Regions from separate parts of the Mus musculus genome. Here regions 2, 3 and 4 are each linked to region 1. Evidence: chromatin contacts called from public Hi-C, HiChIP or PLAC-seq and promoter capture Hi-C data. All regions are on one chromosome and are shown on one strand. Each heading gives the region's core, a stretch centred on a gene start, on an enhancer-like site or on the middle of the called end of the contact. The rest is flanking DNA. Distances are from core to core; before and after follow the strand shown.

Evidence for each region. Hi-C and Micro-C count contacts between places; a contact is called where the count stands out from the background. HiChIP or PLAC-seq counts read pairs in DNA pulled down with a chosen protein or histone mark. Capture Hi-C pulls out chosen DNA fragments and counts their contacts.
Region 2: a contact with region 1 is called in a promoter capture Hi-C map of liver. The contact joins two enhancer-like sites. A contact is called at or near these places in 2 of 115 datasets of contacts at active chromatin or transcription factors (craniofacial prominence and forebrain) and 2 of 9 other capture datasets (adipose tissue and liver).
Region 3: a Hi-C map of epidermal suprabasal cells shows a contact between it and region 1, with 3 times the contacts expected there. The contact joins two enhancer-like sites. A contact is called at or near these places in 1 of 15 datasets of contacts at CTCF or cohesin (large pre-B cells), 10 of 484 Hi-C or Micro-C datasets (the C2C12 cell line, MC3T3-E1-derived osteoblasts, the N1E-115 cell line and 6 more), 10 of 115 datasets of contacts at active chromatin or transcription factors (cardiomyocytes, craniofacial prominence, embryonic stem cells and 4 more) and 4 of 9 other capture datasets (adipose tissue, embryonic stem cells, liver and 1 more).
Region 4: a contact with region 1 is called in an H3K27ac HiChIP or PLAC-seq map of hepatocytes, with 5 times the contacts expected there. The contact joins two enhancer-like sites. A contact is called at or near these places in 1 of 484 Hi-C or Micro-C datasets (bone marrow-derived macrophages), 7 of 115 datasets of contacts at active chromatin or transcription factors (craniofacial prominence, embryonic stem cells, epiblast stem cells and 1 more) and 2 of 9 other capture datasets (adipose tissue and liver).

The regions. Positions count from the first base shown.
Region 1 is chr13:63,271,275-63,274,180 of GRCm38.p6, forward strand. The region is part of intron 13 of Aopep (aminopeptidase O); the gene reads left to right. Among named protein-coding and RNA genes, the nearest start is that of Gm16907, 24 kb to the right of the region's middle. Within about 2 kb of position 1,532, at least 166 of the 459 cell types and tissues checked have an H3K27ac peak or open chromatin away from gene starts, as enhancers often do. A contact at or near this core is called in the N1E-115 cell line, adipose tissue, epiblast stem cells and 3 more, where this site is marked.
Region 2 is chr13:62,979,042-62,982,005 of GRCm38.p6, forward strand. All of the region lies in intron 1 of Aopep (aminopeptidase O), which reads left to right. Among named protein-coding and RNA genes, the nearest start is that of Aopep, 16 kb to the left of the region's middle. Within about 2 kb of position 1,275, at least 43 of the 459 cell types and tissues checked have an H3K27ac peak or open chromatin away from gene starts, as enhancers often do. A contact at or near this core is called in adipose tissue and liver, where this site is marked.
Region 3 is chr13:62,925,980-62,928,832 of GRCm38.p6, forward strand. No RefSeq gene overlaps it. Among named protein-coding and RNA genes, the nearest start is that of Gm40981, 9.6 kb to the left of the region's middle. Within about 2 kb of position 1,587, at least 19 of the 459 cell types and tissues checked have an H3K27ac peak or open chromatin away from gene starts, as enhancers often do. A contact at or near this core is called in the N1E-115 cell line and epidermal suprabasal cells, where this site is marked.
Region 4 is chr13:62,906,837-62,909,775 of GRCm38.p6, forward strand. No RefSeq gene overlaps it. Among named protein-coding and RNA genes, the nearest start is that of Gm40981, 9.5 kb to the right of the region's middle. Within about 2 kb of position 1,480, at least 52 of the 459 cell types and tissues checked have an H3K27ac peak or open chromatin away from gene starts, as enhancers often do. A contact at or near this core is called in epiblast stem cells and hepatocytes, where this site is marked.

The DNA of each region.
Region 1 (2,906 bases), core at 282-2,781:
ATTTGACCTAGAAAGCAGGTGTTTGGAAGTCCCTTCTGTATTTTTATGTACCAGGCTCCTGGTTTTTTGTATTAAAGCTTTGAGCTGAGATAGATACGCTGATTTTGGTTTGCATTTGTCTTAACGATTTATTTATACTGTTTAATCTAGAAATTACTTGTATTTTGGATTTTTTTTTTGGTCTGTTTGCTTGTATCTTTTAAAAAGACTTAAAATGGTTGCTACAGTTAAGCTTTAAATTGTGCTTAGCTGCTAAACAAAAATGGTGTTTTGCAAGAAAACAAAATGCTGTATTAATTTTCCATAGTCTTGGGCTATGGATCCCTCATCTGAAACTGGAATATATCCTAGTGAAAGCCTAGAATAAGACGGAAACCGTAACTAACTAAAATTTTTACATTTTAAAGTCTATTGTGGGCCAGGTCACACTGAAAGACTTGTATAACGTATTTGTTCTGGGTTGTTTAGAGTCAAGGTTTTTATTTCTTCCTCCCAGACAGTAGTTCATTGCCTGAAACTTAAAAATAAAATAAAAACGCTTCTTACAAATTTACCCTGTAAGCTTCCCGACAGTTCTAAATGGGCGAAGATGACTTGGATCAAACCAGGACTGGCAGGTAGCATGTGATGCTGTTTTTTTTCTAAGCATTTTTTAAGGGTATGGTTCTAGTCCCTGAAATTCCACTCAGCATCTAAAACTGGAGTGGAATTTTAATACTTAAAATTGTAAATGGGATTCTGCCCGATGCATTTTGCTTGTTTGGAGGAAACCCTTATCGTTTTGTTTGCGTCATATCTTCAAATGCCCGCTTCACCATTCTGGTAAACAACTGTGCGTGCAATGATAATCAGGTTTGAAGAAGCAGTGCTAGGGACGGTGGCGAATGAAGTGATTCTGTTGTTGGAATCGATCTTCCCTCGTGACCAGAATGCCAGTGGTATGTCCTGGGAGTGTTCTTCATCAGAGCTGGTGGCAAACCCAGGAAACTTATTTCTGGCGCCCCTTTCCCCTTCCTCTTTCAGGTAACTAACTGTTCCTAATGATTTGGTGTGAGAGGTTGGCAGTCGCCCCCACCCCCCACTCCTAATTAGCAATTATGCAGATTGTTTACCAGAAACCGGCTGGGCAGCTTTTTCTTCTTCTGCCCTCCCTCCTAGACCTACACGCTGCTTCCAGGTGACCCAGGAATGTTTTGCTCCGCGGGAAAAATCAGATTGTTTTTCATCCCGGTTCTAACTGGAAAGATCTTCAAGGAAGTGTTCATGGGACCCAGTGTAATGAGGGGGCCTCACTTTAGTGAATTGGAAGGAAAGTGCCATGCTAAGCCCGCCTTTGTTCTCATTTGAATCACAGGCTGTACTGGGACTGGTCTGTATGTTGAGTAAGTGCGGGGTGGGAGGCGAACGCCTAATTTGTGGAATTGCGGGGGGCGGGGATGTTAGGGCGGGGCGGCCTTGTGGATTGGCTAGAGCAGAGAGGGCGGGGCGAGCGGCCCTTATCAGCCTACGCCGGCAGGTGCAGGTCCCAGGTCAAGGTAAGGAGGCCACGGCTCCCTTGTCTGCCCCTGCACCCTGTCCGGGACTTTGCTGCTTTGTTCTCCCTTGCTGAGGGCGTTTCTACTCAGAGTGCGTTCCAGGGCTTTGGGATGAGGGCGTTTCTACTTGGAGTGCATTCCAGGGCTTCGGGATTATAGTTCCTGGCAGGTCCTGGAGAAAAGATCCGCAGAGACACCCTGCCCTGCAGCAGGGAGAGCTTGAAGGACACTCACTCCAGCAGGAAAACAGCAACGCGCGGTGGCTGGCTCTGGCTTTGTCTGGGAATGTTCAACAGGTTAAGTTGAGGTTCTAGACAGCTGCACGTTCAGGCTCTGCTCAGATGGGAACCCAGAGCAGAGAGCAGAGGCCGCACTCTCCCCTGACTTTGACGGCATTTGTTTGCATCGCCCTGCAGTGCACAGTGTGTTCGTTGTATTTCTGCCTCGGCCGGCCGTGATTATTCCTCCTCGCAAAGGTCTGAATTAAGAAGCTAAGCTGGAAATGAGCGGGGCAAGTGGTTCTCAGCTTGTGGCGTTAAAGTGAGTGATTTCTGGGTCTCCTCACGTTGAGGGACCTGTAGCCACTTTTTTTTTTTCAGGTTAGTTTGAGTTTTATTTGTTTCCATTTTATAATTGAACATATTTAGGGGGTGGACTATGGTGTATTGATTCATGCATTGTGTAAACTAGAGTCTTGCCTGGCTTTGGAATAATGACCGTTTTAGTTGGCGTGTTAACAGCAAAGCGATGGTTGGGAACGGGAATATGTGCTGTGGTGCCTTGTTTTTTTTTTTTTTTTTTTTTTTTGAAAAGTTTCTCTTTTTAAAAATTCAGTTATGTAATTTAATTACGTAGGAAAATTTTCTCTTAAGATGGAAACCTAGCTTCATTTCTTCCTCTTAAAAAAATCAACTATTGGTAGGTTCCAAGATAATTCATACAGTTCCAATTGGATCTGAGGAAGAAGGAAGGTCTCTACGGCATTTTCTACTAGAGATGAAATAATCAGAACACTTAGAATGCATTATCATTTCAACAAAACAAGTCTGGACTTTTCTAAATGGACCCATTGTACCTATGCAAAGCGAGATACAAACTGGCCAGAAGTTGAGCAGGTTTATTTTTGTGAAATTTTTAGCAGTGACTTGATGCCTTTGTGATGTTAGGCAGCAGCTGTCCTGGGGTCACTAGCGTCCATGCCAGTTCCTGAGGAAGAAGCTGAATAGACTCAGACCCACACCTTGCAAGGGACTGTGCATTCCACAGCTACACAAAGGCTTCCTGGCTGCATCCAGCCTAGAGCTCACAATAGACCTCAGACCTGAGCACCTTGGGGCCAGTCTTAGGCTTCCTGTACTGGGGTGGCTTCTG
Region 2 (2,964 bases), core at 25-2,524, 290 kb before region 1:
GGAGATGGACTGTTCCCTACCCTCCTGGTGGGTGCTGAGGTCACAAGTGTACCCACCACTCCTGGCTACCTCAGCTGGGTTCTGGGGGCTGAGCTCAGGTCCTCATGCTTTCACGACAAGTACTTTACCAACTGTGCCATCTCTTTAACCAGTTATTCCTAGATTTTCTTTAATTTTATGTATGCAGTGGCTTAAGAGAATCCTGATTGCATGGCTTTGAGGGCAAGGGTTGGTTCAGGTAGCTCAGCTGTTCAGTCTATAAGAATTCTCTGAATGTCCTGTTTCCAGTGTGGGTTGTTGGCTGCTCCTGGAGGCTGTCCTTTCCTAGCCCTGGAGTCATTCATCTGAGAGCCTGCATCCCCAGCAGCCCCTGCCTCCCCCAGGCCGTGTGTAGTGCATGCGGTCCGCACAGCAGCTTGGAGAAATATGATGATCCAGTTCCAAGCGGGGAGCTGATTGTTTAATTATCATTTTGCCCTGGGGAATTCCAAGATATAAATGATTGTATGAGTTTCTGAGAACATTCACAAATATGAATCTCAATTACTAATACTGAAGTACCAGCTGTTTGTTATTCTCTGGGAAATCATTCCGAGATGTTGGGAAGAAAAATATCTGAGACATCACCAATAGTCTTCCTAGATTAAAAATGGTCCAGAAAATTGCTTGACTGCAACAGTGTTACACAAAACTAATAGTATTTGGTGAAATTCTCAAAGTTAATTTTAGAGGCACACAGTGTATTTTCATCATATTTACCTGCATTTTCCTCATGATGCCTCCCATACCAGCCCCCACCCCTTTTCAACTTCAGGTCTTTTTTAAAGAACCCACCGAGTTTAGTTTGTGATGTTCATCTAATTCTAATGGGTATGGGACTCCCTACCAGAGTAAGGATGGCCTTCCAGAGAGCCACACTTTTAAAGAAGGCCCAGACTTTTCCTTCTCCTAGAGCTTTCAAGTATCAATGACTCCTCAGGATGGAGGGCCAGGGGCCACTTATGAGTCTGTCCCAGCCCCAGGCTAGAATGTTGCCTGCTGTGAATTCATGAACATGGCTGTTCTGTCACATCTAGAAGACACTTGCTTAGGCTCAGTACTCTCTGACTTTTAGGGTCTTTCTGTCTGTCCTTGAGCTGTAGTCCCTAGGGTTAAGAATTTTGCAGTTCTGCAGTGTTTTCTGATTAGTCTTTACAAAGCATACTTTTGTAGTTACAAGGTTGTAAGGCAAAGCTTCCTTCAGAAAAATGCAATCCAAGAAATTCCAGGGAGCTGTGACTTGGCACGCAGGCTGTAAGCCACATGCCAGCAGGCTGCATGAGGCTGGAACTCTGAAGCCATGGTGAGGGCGAAATGGAAGTTTTCCTACTAAGAATTGTAGAATAAATTGTATCCAGCTTCTGGAAACAGTAAGGGACAAGAAAGAGCCACAAGTCATTTATTTCCCTCTTTCCTCAGTTCTCCTTGAAACAGGCTGGTAGATCTGGCCTTATGTCTGGCACTACAGAGGTGTCAGGCATTAGTCACAGCTGCTTCACATGGGATCAGGTACAGGCCCTGCCTGTCCTGTGTCACCTGCTGGCTAGTGATCTTTGCAGAAGTAGCTGACCCTGTGTGTGGGTTTGGGGGTGGGTGATCTGTCCAGGCAGCTCAGGGCTAAGCTCCTCTTGGAAATTGTTCTAAACCTTCCGTCACACTAGACTTCTTTCCTTCAGGGGAGGATAGATGTAGGAGCCCAGGCTCTGCCTGTTGCCTGGAGACAGGCCTTCAGGAGAGCTTGGCCACTCTTGCAAGAGTGTTCAAAGGATCTGTAGAGACTGTTCATCTGCTTATCAAATATTGACTTCTCCATTCAGAGCATGACAGAATTTCTACACCTGAAATCTGAAGGGAAAACATCACCCCAGGCCCTTCTTTCCGTTCTGAGGAAGCCAACTGCTTTCGACTCCCCTAACTACCCAATCCATGCTCTCCCTTACAGCCTTTGATCCTTGCCATGATTTAGGGAACAGAGTCAACCTATGCTTGGCTGAAAAGCACTTTTCTGAGCATTTAATTTCCCTGTCACTATTTTCTGTTTTTATTTTTGGGGCGGTGGGGAGGCAGGTTCTCTGTAGCCTAGGCTGGCCTAGAACTTATCATGTAGTGCAGGCTAGCCTTAACCTTAATGTGATCCTCCTACCTCAATTCACAAGTGCTAGAATTATAGGCACCAACCACCACATCCCTCTTTATCCATATCATTTTAAAATAATAGGTATACATTTGATTCCAGATTAAATAATTTGTATCAGGGTTTCTCAAGTTGTATACTATGATTTTAAGTTCATTATGGTGATATCACATTTATTTTAGGTCTTTTGTTTTTAATATATGGGGAAAAAACAAGTTAGCAAATCCAACGTATGGTTTTATGCTTATTACTTTCTAAGGTGAAGAAAGCTGGGCTAGAGAAATGGCTCAGCAGTTAAGAGCACTGACTGCTCTTCCAGAGGTCCTGAGTTCAAATCCCAGCAACCACATGGTGGTTCACAACCATCTGTAATGAGGTCGGATGCACTCTTCTGGTATTTCTGAATACAGCTACAGTGTATTTACATATAATAAATAAATAAATAAATCTTTTAAAAAATAACTAAACAATTTAGTTATTAGGTAGATTTAGGTTAGAGATAATAAGAAGGCCGCAGACATGGTGAAGGTGGGAAAGTGTGGCTGACATTTGAGGAATACTCTTTTAAACACATATGCAAGGCTATAAAGTGTTAATTTTTTCTTTTAGATATTTCTCTCTCTCTCTCTCTTTCTGTGTGTGTGCATGTGTGCGTGCATGACTGCAGGTGCTTCTGGAGCCCTGAAGAAAGCATAGGATCTGGAGTTCACAGCTATTGTGGGCTTTCTGATATGGGTGCTGAGACTTAAACTCAGTCTTCTAGAAGAGCAGTAAGCACTCTTGTCCCCTAA
Region 3 (2,853 bases), core at 337-2,836, 350 kb before region 1:
AGAACATGACTTTTTGGACAATTTGATTTCAGACTCCAGAACCATCAGTGAATTTCTGTCACTCTAAGCTACCCACTCCATGATCCCAAGGAATGTGTCCTAAAACCAGGTTATTCTAGGAATTTTGGAAAACAAATGGAACTTACCAAATGCTCACAGCCCTGTGTTCCAGGACCAGTCACTATAAACTATGAATGTTTACGTTTTCTCCCATTATTTTTGACATCCATCCTATTAAATTCTGTTTCAAAAGAGAGGCTGGAAACATGGCTCAGCTGGTAAAAGACTTGCCTAATATACCCAAAGCCCTGGGTTTGATTTCCAAAACCTCACAAACATAGCACGATGGTGCATGCAATGCTAGTATTGGAGAAATGGAGACAGCTGACTAGATGTTCAATGTCATTCTCAGCTACATAGTGAGTTCAAGGTCAGCTTCGCACTTCTTGAGATTCTATCTTAAAACAAGAAAATAGTAATCCCTTATGCGTTTTCTCTCTTGGTTGGTGTGCAGTAAGAATGTTTTTAATTTTCTGCATATGACTCTTTAAATGGTCACCATCATCCTGATTTTAGCTCCTTGAAAACAGAGCAGGTGGAGACCATAACCTATGCTCTTTGGTTTGGAACCCTGAGGCTAATGACACAGCTGGCCATGGAGAAATCCCCAGGAGGTGGCAGTATGGGTCATGAAACCACCAATCCACACAAAACCCCTGAATTACAAGCCAGTGACTCCTCTGGTACAACCAGCAAACCTGGGCCTTTCTACACAGCACTGGAAACAGCAGCCAGATCATGAGAGAGAGAGAGAGAGAGAGAGAGAGAGAGAGAGAGAGAGAGAGAGCGAGCATGTGAGGTGATTGTTTTCCAACCTTGTGTGGTCTTTTATTCTTGTTAAAGAGGAAAGCCTTGAATTAAAATGCTAACCTTCATTTAAAGAAAGCTATGGCTCAGACCTTGGAGATGTTTGTTAGCGATTTCAACATGTCAATATCACCTCGCTATCCTGTCTTCTGTTGGTCTAAGAGTTCCAGGCAGAAACCTCTTAGTGTCAGTATTATTTAGATTTATGAACAATAGTGAGGACCAAAATAGAGAGATCACAGAAGGATGGAAGAAATGGCACATGGGCTCTTTTTAATCCCTTCAAGTTCATGATCCTCTTGGCCTCTGTCTTCAGAATGCTAAGGTCACAGATACACTCACTATGCACCACAATCTATTTCTTCAGTGCTCACTGGCTCCATGAGCCTCAGGTTCCCTTAACTCTCTAACCGCAAGAATCTTCATTTGTTTTAGCTTTGTTGTTTGCTTTGTTTTGTATGTATAGCATGTCACCTTGATTCGCAATGTTGTATGTAGCACAGCTCAGGAGAGAAAGTGACTTAAAAAACTACAAAGTAGAAGTTGTACTTCAGAAATACTGTTTCCATAAGTGTAGTCTAGGTGTGAGTGACTCTTAAGCACCATTGGATTATAGTTACCCACTGTGCCTGTTAAAATGTGGCTTGGTAAGGTCTGCCCTGGGGTTTCTGGTTCAGTAAGTCAAGGGTGGGGCAGAAAATCTGCAGTTGAAACCTACTCCCAGTGCTACTGTCACTGTGATCGATAAGGACCTCAGAGAGTTGCTTAATGGAGCTATGTCAGGACAAGTTGGTACTTGGGACACAAAATTTAGGAGTGTTGTTGTTGGGAAATGCTGTCCTAGTCTTCCTCTCCTGGGTGTTGTCATAGATGATGTCATCATACTAATCATGTCATTTCCAGCAGAGACAGTAGTTTCTTTTTAATTGTGTGTATGAATGTGTCTCTGTGTGGGTATGTGTGTGTGAATGGGAATGCCTGGAAGGCCAGAGATTTGATTCCTTGGACATGGAGTTACTGGCAGTTGTGCACCTCATGTGGGTGTTGGGGACTGAACTTGGGTCCTCTGTGAGAGCAGCAAAGCTATCTCTCCAGCCCCAGCATTTTCTGACTATGATGCCAGTTTCCCCCAATGATCTTCCCTAGTGGAAATGAATAATGATATCAACATAGTCTATAGGATACCTTTAAAGCCTAAAGAAAAGCTCAGTAAAGGCCAGGCCCCTGACTCAGAAAACTACAGGACATGGTTGTGTCTGGGATATCCCTGGGATTTCAACCCCTTGCCAATATTCATTTCTCTGTAGTATTCAGCTATTCCTGATATAATATGTACTTGTAGAGTGGGCTCATTTCTTGCTCGCTGAATGCCTTGGTCAATACTACAAGATACCTAAGATCAGATGACTTATGAAGAATAAGGTTTATTTAGCTCAGAATTCTAGAAGCTGAGAAGTCCAAGGTCACAGCACCAGTATCAGCTCGGCATCATGTGAGGGCCCTCTTGTTCGAGAAAATCTATGCTGAATAATAAGACAGCACAGGATGTGTGCTAAACCAAACATGCTAGCTTGAGTCATGTGTCTCTTCTTTAAAAGGTGCAAACTGAATCCTGGGGGTTCCACACTATGACCTCATCTAATCCCAGATGCCACCCAAATTCCTGAGCATAGGATTTGGAGACACATTCCTATGTAGAGGAAATTTGGGGGACACATTAAAACCTCACCGCCCCTATGTTTCCCCTCACCCCCCCAAATGTGGAGAGCAGAGACTTGACTTAGATGTTCCAGTGGGGGGCCAGTAAGAGGAGTACAAGAATTGGGTTGGGTAAGGGATAAGTCCTGGCAGTGTGTTCTTTTCCTGACCACTTAGGATTTTGTGAGGCACAAAATATAACAGAGACTATTTAATGCCTGCCAGAGTGATTTAAGGAATGTGTCCTCATTCTGTCAAAATAAACACCACCTATTATGAACTCTGAAA
Region 4 (2,939 bases), core at 230-2,729, 360 kb before region 1:
ACAAAAGCATCAAAGATCATATCACAACCATACAGAAATCTATAAACATGGAGATGCAGTCACTGTGTATTTCTAAGTAGAAATACATCTGAGTGATGATATGATGGTGCACACCTTTAATCCCGGCACTTGGGAGGCAGAGGAAGGAGGATTTCTGTGAGTTTGGGACCACCCTGGTCTACAAAGCAAGTTCCAGGACAGCCATGTCTCAAAATTAAAGAAAGAAGACGCTGAGATAATCTTTAAAGATTCAACAGAGAAGTCTCGATGAGCGGCGGCGGCACGCACAACGTGGACACAGGACACGCAGTGGGATGCATAGCATGCTTCAATCTACTTCCAAACTGATATACATTAATAACCAAGAGCCCTACCACAAAGCCATATAATGACATCTGCTCTTATAACAGCAGACAAACTGGCAAGAAGGAGCCAGACATAAATAACTGAAGAGAAGTAAGGAGATTGTGGTCCAGCAGGCGGGGAAGGAAACAGTGGAGGTCAGCGTGCTGGGAAGCACCTCACCCTGATGTCCTCTGGCGCTCAAGATCACCTCCCAGTAGCATCTTCGTGTCAATCACACATTGATAAACACTGGTAATGGGACTGCTTGAGAGAAATGGTTCTCTGAGGAATTCATCTGGCTTTTAAGTGTAGCTCCATTACAGGATTACATGGCGCCACCAAGTCCAATACCCAAGAAGAGAGAACAGAAAATGGGACCCAAGTTGCTCGGGCAAAATGACAAAGGAGACGGTTCTGATTCTGTGGCAGCAGATAATATTTCCTCCTTCCCAAGAGCTATGGTGCATTTTTAAAAAGCAAACGGAATAAAGATGTGGGCGGGAAGTTCTTCCGTGGGATAAGCAGATGGGGAGGAAGAAAATCGAAAGCAGGTGAACTGCCAGAGAAAAACGGCAGTCCCGGAGAAAAACATCAAAATGCGAGCATTCATTATATGCCAGTCTTCGGGAAATGAGGGGTAACAAACCAGAAAAATAGTAATTTAGTGTAGGTTGGGCAAGTGATTCTTTGCCCAAAGGCAACGAAAGAGAGAAGCAAGCATCTTTAAATGCTGGCAATTACGCAGATGGCAGAAAAAAAAGAAAGACTGAGTTTCATTCCCGCATAGTAAGGGAGGGTACTGGGAAGGTAGAGCAATCTGAAGTGTTTACAGTTTTGACATAGCCTACAGCTCAGCAGGCATTCAGAACACATTATCTGCGCTGTGAAAATTTACCCTCAGAAATTACTGAAATTAATCAAGAAGTTAAACATTTATTAAAAACAAGCTTGGAAGTTACAGGAGAAAGGTCAATTGAGAGGAGCCAAGCCAGACGGAGTGTGCGTGCTTCTGCCTGTGAAATGCACTGTTTGCTTAGGAGCAAAGGTTCATGAGCAAATGAAGCATGTGGAGACTCATGCGCATTCCCTTTGGGGACTCTCGTCTGCACTTGGGAAAACAGCTGCTGCTGTCAGCAGTCCTTGAAAAGAGCAGCTGATGCAACCCTTAACTGACCTGGGGCCCTTGACCCCTCTGTGACGTTAATACTCCGCTTGAGCATTTGGGCAACATTGCAGATTAAATACAGCCCCAGGTTGTTCAGGCCTCAGTTACCAAGGTCTAGACTCCAACGTCCAGGTAGTCTGCCCCTCCCCACACCCTTTACGCCACAGGGTAAGCACACAGGAGACCTCTGAGCCCACACAAGGAGGCTCTGCTTTGCTGCCTTAACCCAGAAAGAGAAATAAGCTACGGGGAGGCAAACACTCAAGAGAGATTTTCCTCATGATCCCTAATGCACCCCTGGGGGGGTATTGTTGGGGGGGGGGGAGGTAGAACTAGGATTCAACAGGAAGAACTTCCTCCCATATTATACCAAAATGAGGACATCTAGAACTGTCCCATGGCCAAGAGGAAGAAGCCGTAAGGAGAGTGCCCTGCCTCATTTTTACCAAATCACCTTTGCACAAGAACCACCATACTGGTGTCTTAGAACTTTTTGTGGCTTTTGTGTGTGTTTGTTTCCAGTACTGGGAATTGCACCCAGGACCTTGCACGTACTAAGAAAGCATGCTTCCACTACTCCTTGCCCTGGAGCAATACTTCATGGAAAGCAATGAGATCACTTTTCAAAGCTGTCCCTTTAGCATCTTTCTGTTAGCCTAGAACTTACATCTTGGAGCTGCGTGGGACTCTGAAGGGTCTGTGTGGGGAAACAAAAGAAAATTATCCATAAGCTGGAGAGCTAGAAATATCTCTGTTCAAATGTAGACTTTGTCACTTACGAGCAGTGTGATCAAGGGCAAGATGCTCATCCACCAGACCTCAGTTTCATCATTTGCAAGACAGAAGTCTACATTCTGCAAAGGCTTGATGCAATGGCTTATGGGAGCTAATGTGTTTAGAATAGTTACAGTAGCTCAGAACACCCTCCCCTAGGAAACAGTAGCTGGTGCTATTAACTCTCATGATTGTTAAGTACACAAGAATTTTGTAACACAATTTTTCTCTAAATGTTGTTCATTTTAAATGCTGATGTGAACGTCAGTCTGACTCACACTATGCATCCTCTGTGCTTTGTGAGAGATTCCCTGGTAAGCTATGGTGAAGTCAAAACCGGATCAGTAACCAGGCTGGGGATGTCTGTAGCTCGGCTGCTAGAGTGCTTGCCTGATACTCACAAAGCCCTGGCTTCAGTCCCCATCTCTAGCACACACACAGTAATCTCAACACTCAGAAGGTAGAGCCAGGAAATCAGTTCAAAGACATCCTTGGCTGCATAGCCAGTTCAAGGCCAGCCTAGAATACATGAGATCCTGTCGCAAAAGATAAGGAAGAGGAGGAAGAAAGGGAAGAGAGACATTGCATACAAATATCAAGAAGAAAAATTAAAATTTTCCTTTCCAATTGAGTTGGGGGGGTTGCTCTTTCAGCA